Regions from separate parts of the Hordeum vulgare genome. Here region 1 is linked to region 2. Evidence: chromatin contacts called from public Hi-C data. All regions are on one chromosome and are shown on one strand. Each heading gives the region's core, a stretch centred on a gene start, on an enhancer-like site or on the middle of the called end of the contact. The rest is flanking DNA. Distances are from core to core; before and after follow the strand shown.

What was found. Hi-C and Micro-C count contacts between places; a contact is called where the count stands out from the background.
Region 1: a contact with region 2 is called in a Hi-C map of leaf, with 6 times the contacts expected there. The contact joins the promoter of LOC123439514 here to the promoter of LOC123439444 in region 2. A contact is called at or near these places in 4 of 6 Hi-C or Micro-C datasets (leaf and seedling).

What each region holds. Positions count from the first base shown.
Region 1 is chr1H:387,265,949-387,272,344 of MorexV3_pseudomolecules_assembly, reverse strand. It overlaps LOC123439514, which reads right to left and starts at 4,936. Exons shown (of 3, transcript XM_045116226.1): 1 at 4,671-4,936; 2 at 2,300-3,600. The coding sequence starts at 3,387. The coding sequence ends at 2,449. LOC123439484 (8-amino-7-oxononanoate synthase) reads left to right here and starts at 5,030. Exons shown (of 10, transcript XM_045116206.1): 1 at 5,030-5,284; 2 at 5,588-5,700; 3 at 5,797-5,904; 4 at 5,986-6,224; 5 at 6,326-6,367. The coding sequence starts at 5,089.
Region 2 is chr1H:387,040,107-387,047,051 of MorexV3_pseudomolecules_assembly, reverse strand. LOC123439444 (hexose carrier protein HEX6-like) reads left to right here and starts at 2,479. Exons shown (of 3, transcript XM_045116157.1): 1 at 2,479-2,835; 2 at 3,273-3,592; 3 at 4,060-5,341. The coding sequence starts at 2,697. The coding sequence ends at 5,157. LOC123439454 (O-fucosyltransferase 30) reads right to left here and starts at 2,373. Exons shown (of 2, transcript XM_045116166.1): 1 at 1,857-2,373; 2 at 70-1,445. The coding sequence starts at 2,299. The coding sequence ends at 380. It overlaps LOC123439464 (transcription factor MYBS3), which reads right to left. Exons shown (of 3, transcript XM_045116177.1): 3 at 6,419-6,945. The coding sequence ends at 6,693.

The DNA.
Region 1 (6,396 bases), core at 3,687-6,186, 220 kb before region 2:
AAAACAATCTACATGTTTGCGCCAAATTTCACCGAACCCTTTCATACGTAGAGTTTGTTGTAGGAAAGACCATTTGACTTTGTCATATGCCTTTTCGAAATCTACCTTAAATAAAACTCCATTGAGTTTCTTGGAGTGTAGCTCATGAAGGACCTCATGCAGTACGACAACCCCTTCAAGGATATTCCTACCAGGCATAAAAGCTGTCTGCGAAGATTGCACGACCGAATGTGCCATCTTAGTTAGCCTATCCGTTCCCACCTTTGTGAAAATTTTAAAGCTAACATTGAGCAGACATATGGGACGGAATTGTTCAATTCTGGAAGCGCCCTCTTTCTTCGGTAATAGCGTAATCGTACCGAAATTTAGATGAAAGAGTTGAAGGTGGCCAGAATACAGATCATTGAACATAGACACAAGATCCGCCTTAATAATATGCCAACATCGTTTATAAAACTCAGCCGGAAACCCGTCTGGACCAGGAGCTTTACCATTTTTCATACCCTGAATTGCCTGAAACACCTCTTTCTCTAGAAATGGTACGGAGAGACTCTCATTGTCGGCCTGTCCAACTTGAGGAATATCCGCAGTCTGATGCTCGTCCATAGACACAAAGCTATGTCCTGGAGCACCAAACAACCGTTTATAATAATTTGTGATATAAAGTTTTAGGTTCTCATGCCCTACTATGGTCCCCTCATCTTGCTCGAGTTGTACGATTCTCTTTTTCCTATGTTTGCCATTTGCAATCAAGTGGAAAAACTTTGTGTTGTTGTCCCCCTGGACAATTGCCCTAACCTTGGCTCTGACAGCCCATTTCATTTCCTCCTCCCTGAGGAGAACACGCACCCTCTGTTCGGCCTCATTTTTTGACAACCTTTCATGCTCATCCAACATGTCGGTCTCAGCCTTCCGATCCAGGGCATCTATAAAGTGAAGCAGTCGGTCTTGCTCATCTTTATACTGTCCGAACACATTCTTAGCCCAACCTCTCAGGAATTGTCTAAGGTGTCGGATTTTGCGTTGCCAGATGTCGACACTAGATGTCCCATCCGTATGTTTGTTCCATTCTCTAGCAATAATATCTAAAAAACCCTCACGGGTGAACCAACTAGCCTCAAAGGAGAAAGCATCTTTTTTTCCTTTGTGAGTGGCATTTCCAGAGTCTAACAATAGTGGAGTATGGTCAGATATAGCCCTCTGCATAGCACAAACCGTGATCAAAGGGAACTTCTGCTCCCAGTCAACACTCGTTAATACTCTATCCAATTTTTCAAAAGTCTGGTTATGTAGAGAATTGGCCCAAGTATATTTTCTACCGGAGAGTTCAATCTCCCGTAGATTCTATAATCGTATTAAACATAAAAGGCCATCTACCATCGAAATTATCATTGCTTTTCTCATCAGCTCTCCCGATGATATTGAAATCCCCACCCACCACAAGTGGTAGATTTTCATCGCAAATTCTAACCAGATCAGCCAAGAAAGCTGGTTTATGCTCCGCTTGAGCGGCACCATAAACCGCTACTAGAGCCCATTGAAACCCATCTTCCTTGTTCCTAATTCTAAATTTTACCGTGAAGTCACCTAATATAACTTCTCGCAGTTGAAGTGTATTGCATCTAACCCCAAGTAAGATCCCTCCAGACCTTCCTCTTGGAGGAAGACAGTGCCATTCAAAATCCACTCCTCCGGAAAGGGAGTTGAGAAAATGTGATGTGAAGTTGTCCCGCCCCGTCTCCATCAACGCGATGAAGTCAAGACTATGCTGTAACGTTGATTCTGCAAGGAACCTAATTTTAGCCAAGTCTCTCAGACCTCTGCTATTCCAAAAAAGTCCTTTCATATTTCATCATAAAAAATTTTAGCAGTCCTGAATCTAGCACTCCTACGAACAGCCGAAACTGGATAAACTCTTCGCCTCTTTGGCTTATCCGAAGCATACTCCTGGTCCATATAACCATGAATATCTTTGGCCGTATCAGTAAGATGCGAATTAGTAATATTGGAATCATCAAACGCTACATGCGACTGGTTAGACTCCTCCTCAGGGACTAAGTTTTGACATAATAAATTTAATCCCCCATAGTTGATATCTCCTTATCATTCATAGGTCGAACCACCGCTAAGTTTCGAATAATATCCAAAGCCCTATCAACTTCTAAGTCTAATAAGTCATTGATGGATTTTGAAACTTGTTGGCTAGTCTCACCCAAAGTCACCCCCACTGCCTTCGCATTATCTAGAATCTCTTGCGGAGTAAAATGAAGAATAGAGTGTTCAGTATTAAAAGTCATACCTATTGAATTTTGAAACTCCTTCATTTTGGCCATATGCATCGCCCGTCCAATCTGCAAGTCATCCACATCTGCTTGAGACTGAACCCGTTGACTAGATCGTCTTTCCAGACCCATCGGTTTGGGAACACCTCCGAATGCTATGACATCATCAACCGAGATCGGTCCAGACTCTGGTGCAACGGCAGTAGGTACTTCGGTTCCCGCCATGGGCGTACCCTCCGTAAAGACATCCACCACGTCGTCGGGCTGAGCAGCAACAAGGGCTGCACCTGCCACTCCTGGCCAGCGCGTCGACAGGAACAACCTGGGCCGCCGCTGGAGCATGCTGAGGTACAGCAGCAACGCAGCCCTCCCCAGCATTAAAAACCTCATGCATGGCCAAATTGGGAATTGTCTCGACAGCTCGTGCGGTAGCCACCGCACCGCCGCAGGCCAGCGCCGCATCCTCAACATGAGTCGGTTCATGTACTGATGCTCCTCCCAAACTTGCAACCGAAGCTGGCAGTTCAAACGCTGGTACAACACCGCATTGCAGACCCTGATGTGCCGACTCCTCGACCCCTGCAGGGGCAGCTGCATGTCCAATTAAGGCTGCTGCTTTGTCCGCAAGCAGCTGCGAACACTGCGACAAATCGGCAACCTGCGGCTGTCCGGTTGGGTGACCGAGCCCATCAGCAGTGCATACCTCCATAAGTCCAGCGCTAGCCGACGTAACAGGTGCACCAAGCACAATAGGAAGCGTCGTCGACGTAGCCTTAGCTCCGACCAGATACTCCTCCAACGACAGCGGTTTCAGCGCAGAGTTAGACTGCACGCTTCCCTTGAAATTGTTGGAAGTCTTCCCCGCAAATCTCGGCAGTCTAGGCGACTCCGCCCAAGAACCAAATTTTGCCGGCGCGGAGGCGGGATCAAAAGCACCAAACCGCAAATCCCTGTGCACAATAGTGTTGTTTGGACCAGTATCATTACCAGGATGAGGCTGGTTTTGCTGTGGAGTAGCAGTGTGTTTAGGGAAATCATTGGAACCTGAGTCTTTTGACCCCTCTGCATTATCTTTGGAACCACTGGCATCATCACCATCAGTCATATGAGTATCTTTATCAGAGTCAGGGACATCAAAAAGTGTAGGACTCTCAATCTCCAATTAGAGGGTGTATCTCATCCCTTCAAAGGTCCAAACAACCTCATCTGGAACTAGTTCAATATCTAGGACACTAACCAGCATCCTGGCAACACCTTTGGCTTTAGCATAAACCATATCCACCTCTTCAGTTTTACCAATAAGCGAGATGAAGCCATTCTGTAACAGAAACATTAAGAAAACTCACCGACAGGGGGCATTCAAACAATTTTTGGCATCTAAATCTAAAATTGAGAAAAGCTCTGCCTAAAATTACGAGCAAGCCCTATGTAAAAGCAGAATAAAGTCAACGTTTTCATGACTGTATATAAGTAGATGGCACGCAAACTATATATCCACACAGTACAGCAGCACGACAAGAACAGTAACAACTGGGGCAAAAAAATCATGACGTGACACCAAACATCTTTTTCCTGCGAACCAGCTCTTATATTGGCTGGCCGCATAACAGAGAGCCTGAACAAGAACACGTAATGTATATAAATTTTTTTTTTGAATTTTCAATGTATATAAACTGCCAATTAAAATATCAAAAGCACACAGTCACGTGCAAATTCGTAAACACAAGTATTCATAATTTCCACATCCTTCAACCTTTATGAAATATGCTGTTCGAATTCCCCCGTGAAAACTTACAGATTTTCAGAAAAATAACAACAGTTCTGAACTAAGCAACAAGAAGTAGACAATCCAAAGACAGATTACTGCATACCCAGTGACAAACTGGCAGCTGACAAGAGCTAAGAATCATTCTCAAATCCCAAGCTCGTGGCTCAAAGAAAAGCAATCATCGCACTAGAAAAGACAGGAATCCATCAATGTGTTTGCCAAAATAAAATTAGCCGGTAAGGACAGTCACAGTTCTCCCATCTGAAGTAAACAAGCATGCCACAAACATGTCCTATTCCAGGTCCACACAAAGTATCAAAGAACCATGTAAAACCAGGCAATGGCACGAACTATTTCGCCTCGATCGTGCTCAAAATAAAGGGGCTGAACTGAAACCCTACAAAGCGAGAGCAGCAGTATGCCATCACCAGTTCATCAAAAAATCAGGCACGAAAAACATCGGAAAGCTAGGCTGGAACACCACGCGCGAGTATAATAGACGGATCCGGCATAACTGTGACAGGACATAGCAGAAACCATGCATAAACAAGCGTGCAGACGAGGAACTTCGTGTCTGAGATCGGGAGAGGAGGAGTCGGGAGGGCGAGAGGGAGGCGCACCTACACGTGACGCTAGCAACCGCCGATCAGAACCGCCGTCCTTCTGCGAGAGGAACGCTCGAGTCGCCGGAGTGGAGAGCTGGTGGTGGTGGAGGCGGTCTCTTTTTTTCGAGGGAGAGCTCGAGGCGGCTTGCCCGAGAAAGAACGACGACTGTTTTTTCAGGGAAACTGAGACCCCGATGAGCGTCATCACGCAGCCGAGTACAACACAATCGGCTCGGCTGTCGCCCTGCGGCCCAATAAAGTCTCGGGCCGCCTCCTCGTAACTTGGGCCGACCCTCATTGAGCAGGCTGACGTGCCGCTGGTCGCTGAAGCGTGGGCCAACCGCTCTGTCACGTGACCTTTCTCCGTGTCCGCGCCTCGTCCTCTCCGCCCCACCACCAGCGAGGAGGAAGTGGCGGCCGCCTGTTGGACGGAATGGCGCAATGGGACGCGCTCGTGGACGCCGCGCTCGGCGAGCTGGCGTCCAAGAGCCTCCTGCGTGCCACGCGCCCCATCTCCCTGGCGCCGCCGCTCGCGCCGCCGGAGACCTTCCCAGGCCCCGGGCCGTGGGACCGCGCCGCCGTCGAGATCCGCCTCGACCGCGCCACCCTCCACCAGTGGCTCGCTGAAGGTCCGCAGCAGCGTCAATATCCCACGCTTGCTCGTAATAATACCCCAGACAATTCCGCTTAATTCCTTTTGCGTGTTGCTTGCTGCCTTCCTTGCTGTGTGACTGTCCCTGTTAGGCTGTTAGCTGTCAGGTTAGGATATGGTTTACTGCCTTGCTGTGTGACTGTGTCCCTGTTAGGCTGTTAGCTGTCAGAACAAGCTGCAGAGTTTGTTCGTGCTCATTGTTTTGCGATCATAGTTAACTTCGAAGATTTACTAGTAGTTGGTTCACTACATGGATTGTTCACGGGCATGTTTGGTTTAGGTGGCGAGGCCAGTGGCCAGGAAGAGGAGCTGGGTGAGAAGCTCATTCTTTTCTCCGGGAATGACTACATGGGACTCAGCTCGCATCCGGCAGTCCGTGAGGCCGCAGCGAAGGTGTGCAAGTTCTGTGCCCGTTGCGATTGTTAGGTCTGTAGAGTACTCTGAATCGAAGAGTCTCTGCTTGAGCTAACGATTGGGTGCGTTTGCTAGGCAGCTCAAGAGTACGGCATGGGCCCTAGAGGCTCCGCGTTGATTTGTGGGTATACTACTTATCACAAGTTGGTGGAGGAATCATTGGCAGAGTTGAAGAAAAAAGAGGTCTAGTGGCATAGAGTTTTGAGTTCAAGTAGCCATTGCTTCACAAGTTTTGCATCCTCACGTTAGAGTTTTTTTTTACAGGATTGCCTTCTCTGCCCCACCGGATTTTCTGCCAATATGGCTGTGATGACTGCTCTGGGAAGTATCAGCTCTCTTTTGGCGGTTGGCAGGAAACCCGCAAAGGACGAGAGAATTGCTATTTTTTCGGATGCTCTGAATCATGCTTCGATCATCGATGGGATTCGCCTTATTGAGCGTCAGCAAGAAGCTGTAGTGTTTGTCTACAAGCACTGTGACATGTCTCATCTTGATTTCCTCCTGTATGTTTTTCACTTCTCAGTCATAATATGATTATTGCATAATATGCCATATGTAACCATGAACTAAGATAGCTACAAATACAATATCATTGTCCATGCAGGTCCAGTTGCTCAATAGAAAAGAAAGTTGTTGTCACAGACAGGCAAGTTTTTTCTCGGATTTAATTTCCTC
Region 2 (6,945 bases), core at 1,230-3,729:
GAAAAAACAAGTGTTGCGATTTGATCAACAGTCAAGATATACTAGTGTATGAAAATGTGAGACGGAGAATCAAAAGGTAGAAGTTTCTATTGATAGAAATAACTCACTAGCAAACGATCAATCTCTAGCTAAGCCAAGCTTCTGGGACTACCACAGCTTATTTATCACTGTAAGTTGTGCATTACAGTGCAGTTAGATATACACAAATAGTTAGAATTTTTCATTCATCTCCGTGAAATCTGTTTGATTCCAACAGTCGTTTCTCAGTCTAAAGTCTGCAATGATTCAGCTCTCTGTAGTGCAACAGCCCCCACTGAAATTAACTCGTTAAATAGCATCGGTTAGTTTTCTGGCAGCTTGCGCAAATGATGTAGTTCTCCTACAATTTGCAGACATTGTTCTTCCTCATTGTTTCTATGCTTCCTGCTATGGTTGATCCAACAGTCCCCACAAATCCAAGTGATGCACAGCTGCAAACAGATTCTTCGATATATAATAAAATTTCCGGCAGTTGAACTGAATCACAATCTTTGTTCGTGTTTCCTCTGATCTTTGGAAGGAATCCAGACCTTATGCCATGTTCAGCAGCCATAAGCTTCTCGGCAGTCTGTAGAACATCATTTTCCTTCAGGGTGTACAGTTGATATCTCACATCTTTTGCAATATCTGCGAGATAGGTTTTCGTCCAGTTTGCTGGGGGGAGATCAGTCATGAGGAAAATTTGAACAGGACCACTGTTCTTGTTTGTCTTCATTTCCACCTCAAGAGATTTCAGCTTCTCCTTAAGGGCAGAAAAGGTAGATTTCCAGTGATTCTTAAACTGGCCATCTAACAATCTTAGTTGTGCACAAAGAAAAGGCTCCTTAATCTTGCTCTTAGCAAGCTCCTTCCCCGCAGCCATGATCTCTGGGACAAAAGGAAGGAACTCAATTTTCTCAAGTAGATTCTGTAATCTATGATCCTTTGGTGATTCATGGATATCAAAATAAGACTCTGATCCCTTGTATGGTGCTGAAAAAAGTGTCCCAAAGGCCAACAAGGTAGCATCCTCAGCTTTATTACCAGGCCCTAAACTCTTGTATATATCTTTACGCCTCCTAACATATGATATCTTCTTCTTCCTTTTTAACTCTTCATCAGGTTGAAACGAATCCAGTGCTCTATCATTATTCTCCTGATATGTCCAGACTGTGGTTCTACAATCATCCTGAACAGGGTACACACAACCACTACTTTCACTGCCTTCTAAACCAGACAGCAAAGACCGGCATCTATCATAGTCACTTGGCAATGATCCACCGCCAGAAACAGCACAGCACAACCCAGCAAAGCAAGTTTTCCGCATATCTACACCGCACCATAATGAAACAAACACCCTGAAATCAATTGTCTTAACCAAAGGCTTCAGTGGGGACAGATCAACTATGTCACCCATCGAAACATACCTGAAACGTAAAAATTCAGAATGAAGACTTGATTCTCATGATGTTATTCCAAATCCATAATGAACATGGAAGCCCATTGTGAACACTGCAAGCTAGAAAAATTATATCATTATTGTGCTAATTAGTAGAGTGAGTACTCCGCAGTGTAAGTGTGTAACAACCACATTACATCTCTATATCCAGATTTCTCTTGGCAGCAATCTCACCGTACTGGAGTCTCCATCAATTAGGATCAGTGTGATTCCAAATCATGAAGATTGCCTAGCATTCTTACATTTTTGGTGTTTGCATTGTTAACATTCTAATGAAGCTTTAATACCTCGCAACATGATTGATTACTAAAGCCCATCATTCCAAAGAATCAGTAAACCGAGCAGACGCAACGCAGAGAAGGTGTGGTGTGGCCTTTACCTCTGCTCCCGGAGGAGCTGCATGGCGTGGTCCCAGACGGCGGCTCGGAGGTCGGAGGGTTCGGCGACCCTGAACTTTGGGCAGCTCCCGAGGGCGACGGCGTGGTGGTCGAGCACGGGGGGCACGACGAGGGTGCGGTTGAGCAGCGCGGCCGCAACCGCAGCGTTCCGCAGCTCGCCCACCTGGTTGCTGAACCCGCTGTGCGGTGCGTACCAGAGGAACCTCTCTCCCTGCAGCTCCGCGGAGCGCCCACACCTCGGGGTGCCGCCGTCACTGCCGGGCGCGGAGGCGGAGAAGGGGAGTAGGGAGCGGAGCAGGGAGGAGTAGGAGGAGGAGAGCAGGAGGGATGCCGGGAGGAGGAGGAACAAGACGGCCACAAGTAGCCGCACGTTCGACCGCGCGCTCCGCCTGCGCCACCGGCCGCGGCTCGCCGGCAGGTCCATCTCGCCGGCGGCCACCGGCAGATCGGATCTTACGGTTGCATCCGATACGAAGTGAGTAACTCTAATGGGTTAGAACTACAGAGTCCATGGGCTCAATTGGACAAGTTAAGCCCAATTTACTTGGGCCCACTGCTCATAGTATCATTTCCAGCCGCAACAAAATCAGAATACCTCCTCAAAAAAAAAAAGAATCCCAGAATCCACAGGGCCGTCGACGGGTGGGACCCCAGAGGTAGTCAAAGGTGTCAGTCAATCTCGCCGGCGACGTGCGGCCGTTTCTCCGCCGGTGGGCGCACGTCAGCAATCCATCCGCCGATAAATTTCTATATCCTCTTTCCCTCCCTCCCTCTCTCCCGCGACACGACACTCTGCCCTTGGACTAGGTGGGCAGGGAGTGATGGCGATAGGGGCGTTCGTGGACGCGCCGGCCGCCGGCTCCGGAGAGTACAGCGGCCGGGTGACGCCGTTCGTGGTGCTGACCTGCATCGTCGCCGGCAGCGGCGGCATCCTCTTCGGCTACGACCTCGGCATCTCCGGTCCGCCTATCTTCCTCACTCCTTTCTAGAGTAGATTGTTAACTCTTTTGGGCTCAACAGAAAGGAATATGAGAACTGAAAGTTGGAAGCTTGACTTGGAAGGAGTTAAAATGGCATTCATGGCTTACTTGCGGTGCATTCATGGCTTCCGTGCCTCGTGGTGGTGCAGATTTTCTCTTCCATTATTGGGACACAAAATCTGATGAGTTCAGGGTGCTTTCCTCTGTTCCATTTTCCTTCAGATCAAGATGATCTAGGTCTAGACTTTTTTGAGGGATTATAGAAAAAGAAAAAAAATGATGCGTTCCATCATTCCATTATTGGGCAATGGATTCGGTGAACATTACGCAATGAACTTAGTTCGACATATGCATTCCATTCCCATTCCCACCCCAAATTCCCTGAAACTGAATGCATGCGGTTCTGAAATCTTCTAGGCGGTGTCACCTCCATGGACTCATTTCTGAAGACGTTCTTCCCGGAGGTGTACCGCCGCAAGCAGGACAGCAATGTCAGCAACTACTGCCAGTTCGACAGCGAGCTCCTCACCGTCTTCACCTCCTCCCTCTATATCGCCGGCCTCATCGCGACGCTGTTCGCGTCGTCTGTCACGAGGAGGTTTGGCCGCCGTGCGTCCATGCTGATCGGTGGAACCGTCTTTATCGCCGGCTCGGCGTTCGGGGGAGCAGCCGTGAACGTGCCCATGCTTCTCCTCAACCGGATCCTGCTGGGAATAGGCCTGGGGTTCACTAACCAGGTAACTCTCTCTGCTGCAATTCAAGCTAATGATCTTTTAAGTCAGTGTGTAACATGTAGTTCAGGAGATTAAAAAAAACTGTAGCACAGTGAAATTTCTTCAGGCATTTGTAGATTTCTAATAGAAAGATCATCCTCCCGGACCCTGCATCAATCCACAAATCTTGTGCGGCTGTGTGGAGCTGTAGAAGCAGTGACACAAGGATTGTGTACAGACATAAGAATCCTGTATATGTAATTTGTCCCAACCTCCAAGTTGATGACAATAGATAGCTACATGCTTGCAATGACAATTTACATGTCTGTCTCCCAAATCCAAAGAATCATTGCATTGACTACCCAATAGGTCGTGTTATCTTGTAGCAAGTGCATATGATGTTTCAGAATAATATTTTACTTTCTCCAAAAAGGACATTGTGAAGTACACTAAATACCTTACTGTGGTTACTGTTAAATTTATTTTTTCAGTCGATCCCATTGTACCTGTCAGAAATGGCGCCACCCCAGTACCGCGGTGCGATCAACAATGGGTTCGAGCTCAGCATCAGCATCGGCATTCTCATTGCAAACATCCTCAACTACTGTGTGGTGAAACTCACGGCAGGATGGGGCTGGAGGATATCCCTATCCATGGCCGCAGTCCCTGCTGCATTCCTGACCATCGGTGCAATCTTCCTCCCTGAGACGCCAAGCTTCATAATCCAGCGGGACGGCGACACCGACAAGGCGAGAGCCCTGCTCCAGAAGCTGCGTGGAACCACCTCTGTGCAGAATGAGCTAGACGACCTGTTCTCTGCTAGCAACCTCTCAAGGGCAGCCATATATCCATTCAGAGACATATTCAAGAGGAAGTACAGGCCACAGCTCGCCATGGTGCTCCTGATCCCTTTCTTCAACCAGCTCACCGGGATCAATGTGATGAACTTCTATGCCCCGGTGATGTTCCGGACAATCGGTCTCAAGGAGAGCGCCTCCCTCCTGTCGTCGGTGGTCACGCGTCTCTGCGCGACATTTGCTAACATCGTAGCGATGTTGGTGGTCGACAGGTTTGGGCGCAGGAAGCTCTTCCTCGTAGGAGGGATCCAGATGATCTTGTCGCAGCTCGCTGTCGGCGCCATCCTAGCTGCAAAGTTCAAGGACTCTGGTTTGATGGATAAGGACTATGCTTTCCTTGTGTTGATCACCATGTGCGTGTTTGTGGCGGGCTTTGCATGGTCATGGGGACCACTCACGTTCCTCGTCCCGACTGAGATCTGCCCACTGGAGATCAGATCAGCAGGGCAGAGCATTGTGGTCGCCGTGGTCTTCTTGATGACGTTTGTGATCGGCCAGACGTTTCTGGCAGTCCTCTGCCGCATCGAGTCGGGGACGTTCTTCGTCTTTGCCGCGTGGATTTGCGTGATGACGCTAGTGGTCTACCTGTTCCTGCCAGAGACCAAGAAGCTTCCCATGGAGCAGATGGAGCAGGTCTGGAGGAGGCATTGGTTCTGGAAGAAGATTGTTGGGGAGGAAGATGATAAGGAAAAGGAGAAGCAAGAAAGGAAAACCCACTCGCCGAGCTCCTAGCGATTTCTGAATTTGAATGTATTCCATCAAACCTGCATGGAAAAACATAGTACAGGATTTTTAACTAGCAGAAGAGTTTGTAAGTATAATTACATCTAGTTGGGTTGCCTGACAGGCCTGCAGCTGCTGTTGCCAGTTCCTACATGTGGCCATTTCAAAGAGTGAGATTACTGATATGAAGTAACTTCAATTTCAGAGAAAAAAGATACTCCCTCCGTCCCAAAATTCTTGTCTTAGATGTTTTTAGATATGGATGCATTTAAATAGTAAAACGTGACTAGATACATCCATATCTACAAATTCAAGACAATAATTTTGAGACGGAGGGAGTATATGTGAACCGTCTCTCAGAGGGGCTGGATTGGATTGTCTGATTATGCATCATGACTTTTGCTAAAGATGTAGTAGAAGTGACAGGTCCTTGGATGGCCAAACAATGCATTCGTGCACGACCCAACAGCTTGGAAATATCTGAAAGGGACTGGCCACTAGCCACTACTGTCTGTCACCAACCACACTTGCAACACTTGGTGCATAATGGAGGTGAGTGCAAATGCAGAATCAGGATTGAGAGGTACAGTCCTATGGAATATTCCAGATAGAATATGTCCCGAAGGAGAATCCAATAATCCGTTTGTTCTTGCCACAAATACATTAAACCATACAGACACATGCCAACCAAATGAGAGTAAATCATGCAACACTCATTGGTAAAATTATAGCATGGCTTCTTTTCTTTTCTTTTTTTGAATGTTGGCAGTTAGTCTGCCAAATGCATTGATCAGAGGGGGAGTACAAAGGGAGCTACAATCGTAACACCAAAAACAAAGAAGAAAGAAAAGAAAGAGGCCAAGCTGGAGAGAAAATTGGAGAAAAGAACACTCAGCCCGGGTCAAAAGGAATGCTTGCTCCTGCTAAGTTCCAAAGATGGATCTCGTCTCTCACTCTGTCGATGAAGACCTCCTTTGATAAGGCCTCCTACTTGAAATTCCTTCTGTTTCTCTCCTTCCATACTTCCCATGAGACCAGGTGCATAAGTGATAACATGCCTTTTTTTGGTCTGATTGCGCTTGATCATAACATGATGCCATCCATCCACCTACATGAGAGGTGCACTTCCAGGTAGTTGGCTTCTTTCAACCATAAGATCTTGAGTGAGTGACTGGATAGCCATTTCCAGTATCCGGACAAAATCTGAAGACAGTGATTCATCATTCAGTAATGAACATTGCATAGAAATGAGCAGAGCTCACTTCAAAGGTCTAATAACTGACTGATATTTCTTTTTTCTTATATAAGAGTTGACAGTACAACCCTGGAGATCAGCACTAACATTAATGATTCTGTTAACATGCAGTAGGCATATCATGTGCCATACAAACAACAGATGCATCCATACATAACATAACTTACAGCACAGGGTACATTGGACAGACTACAGACCACAGTTAATCTTAAAAGGAAAAGAAAAGGAAAAGAGGCAAAGCTTATTTTTGCCAGGGCTCATCTAAGTGCAGTTTGTGTGCTGACAGGGCTCACGCCTGAGCCCTCGTTGGGAGATTTGCCTGGAAAGCCGATTGTCTATTTTGACCTCCTACCATTTTTAAGGAAAGAGAGGTAGATACTGTGTCTTGCTTGGGATCCCCTATGCTTAGCTTCGACATGCCCACCAGTTCATCAACATTGATTGGACTCTTTGAATGAACCGGAACAGGCTTCACAATCTCATGTGTCCCTTGTCCAAGATCATCTCCATCATTCTGATTTTGCCAGAAAGGGACTGAGAAT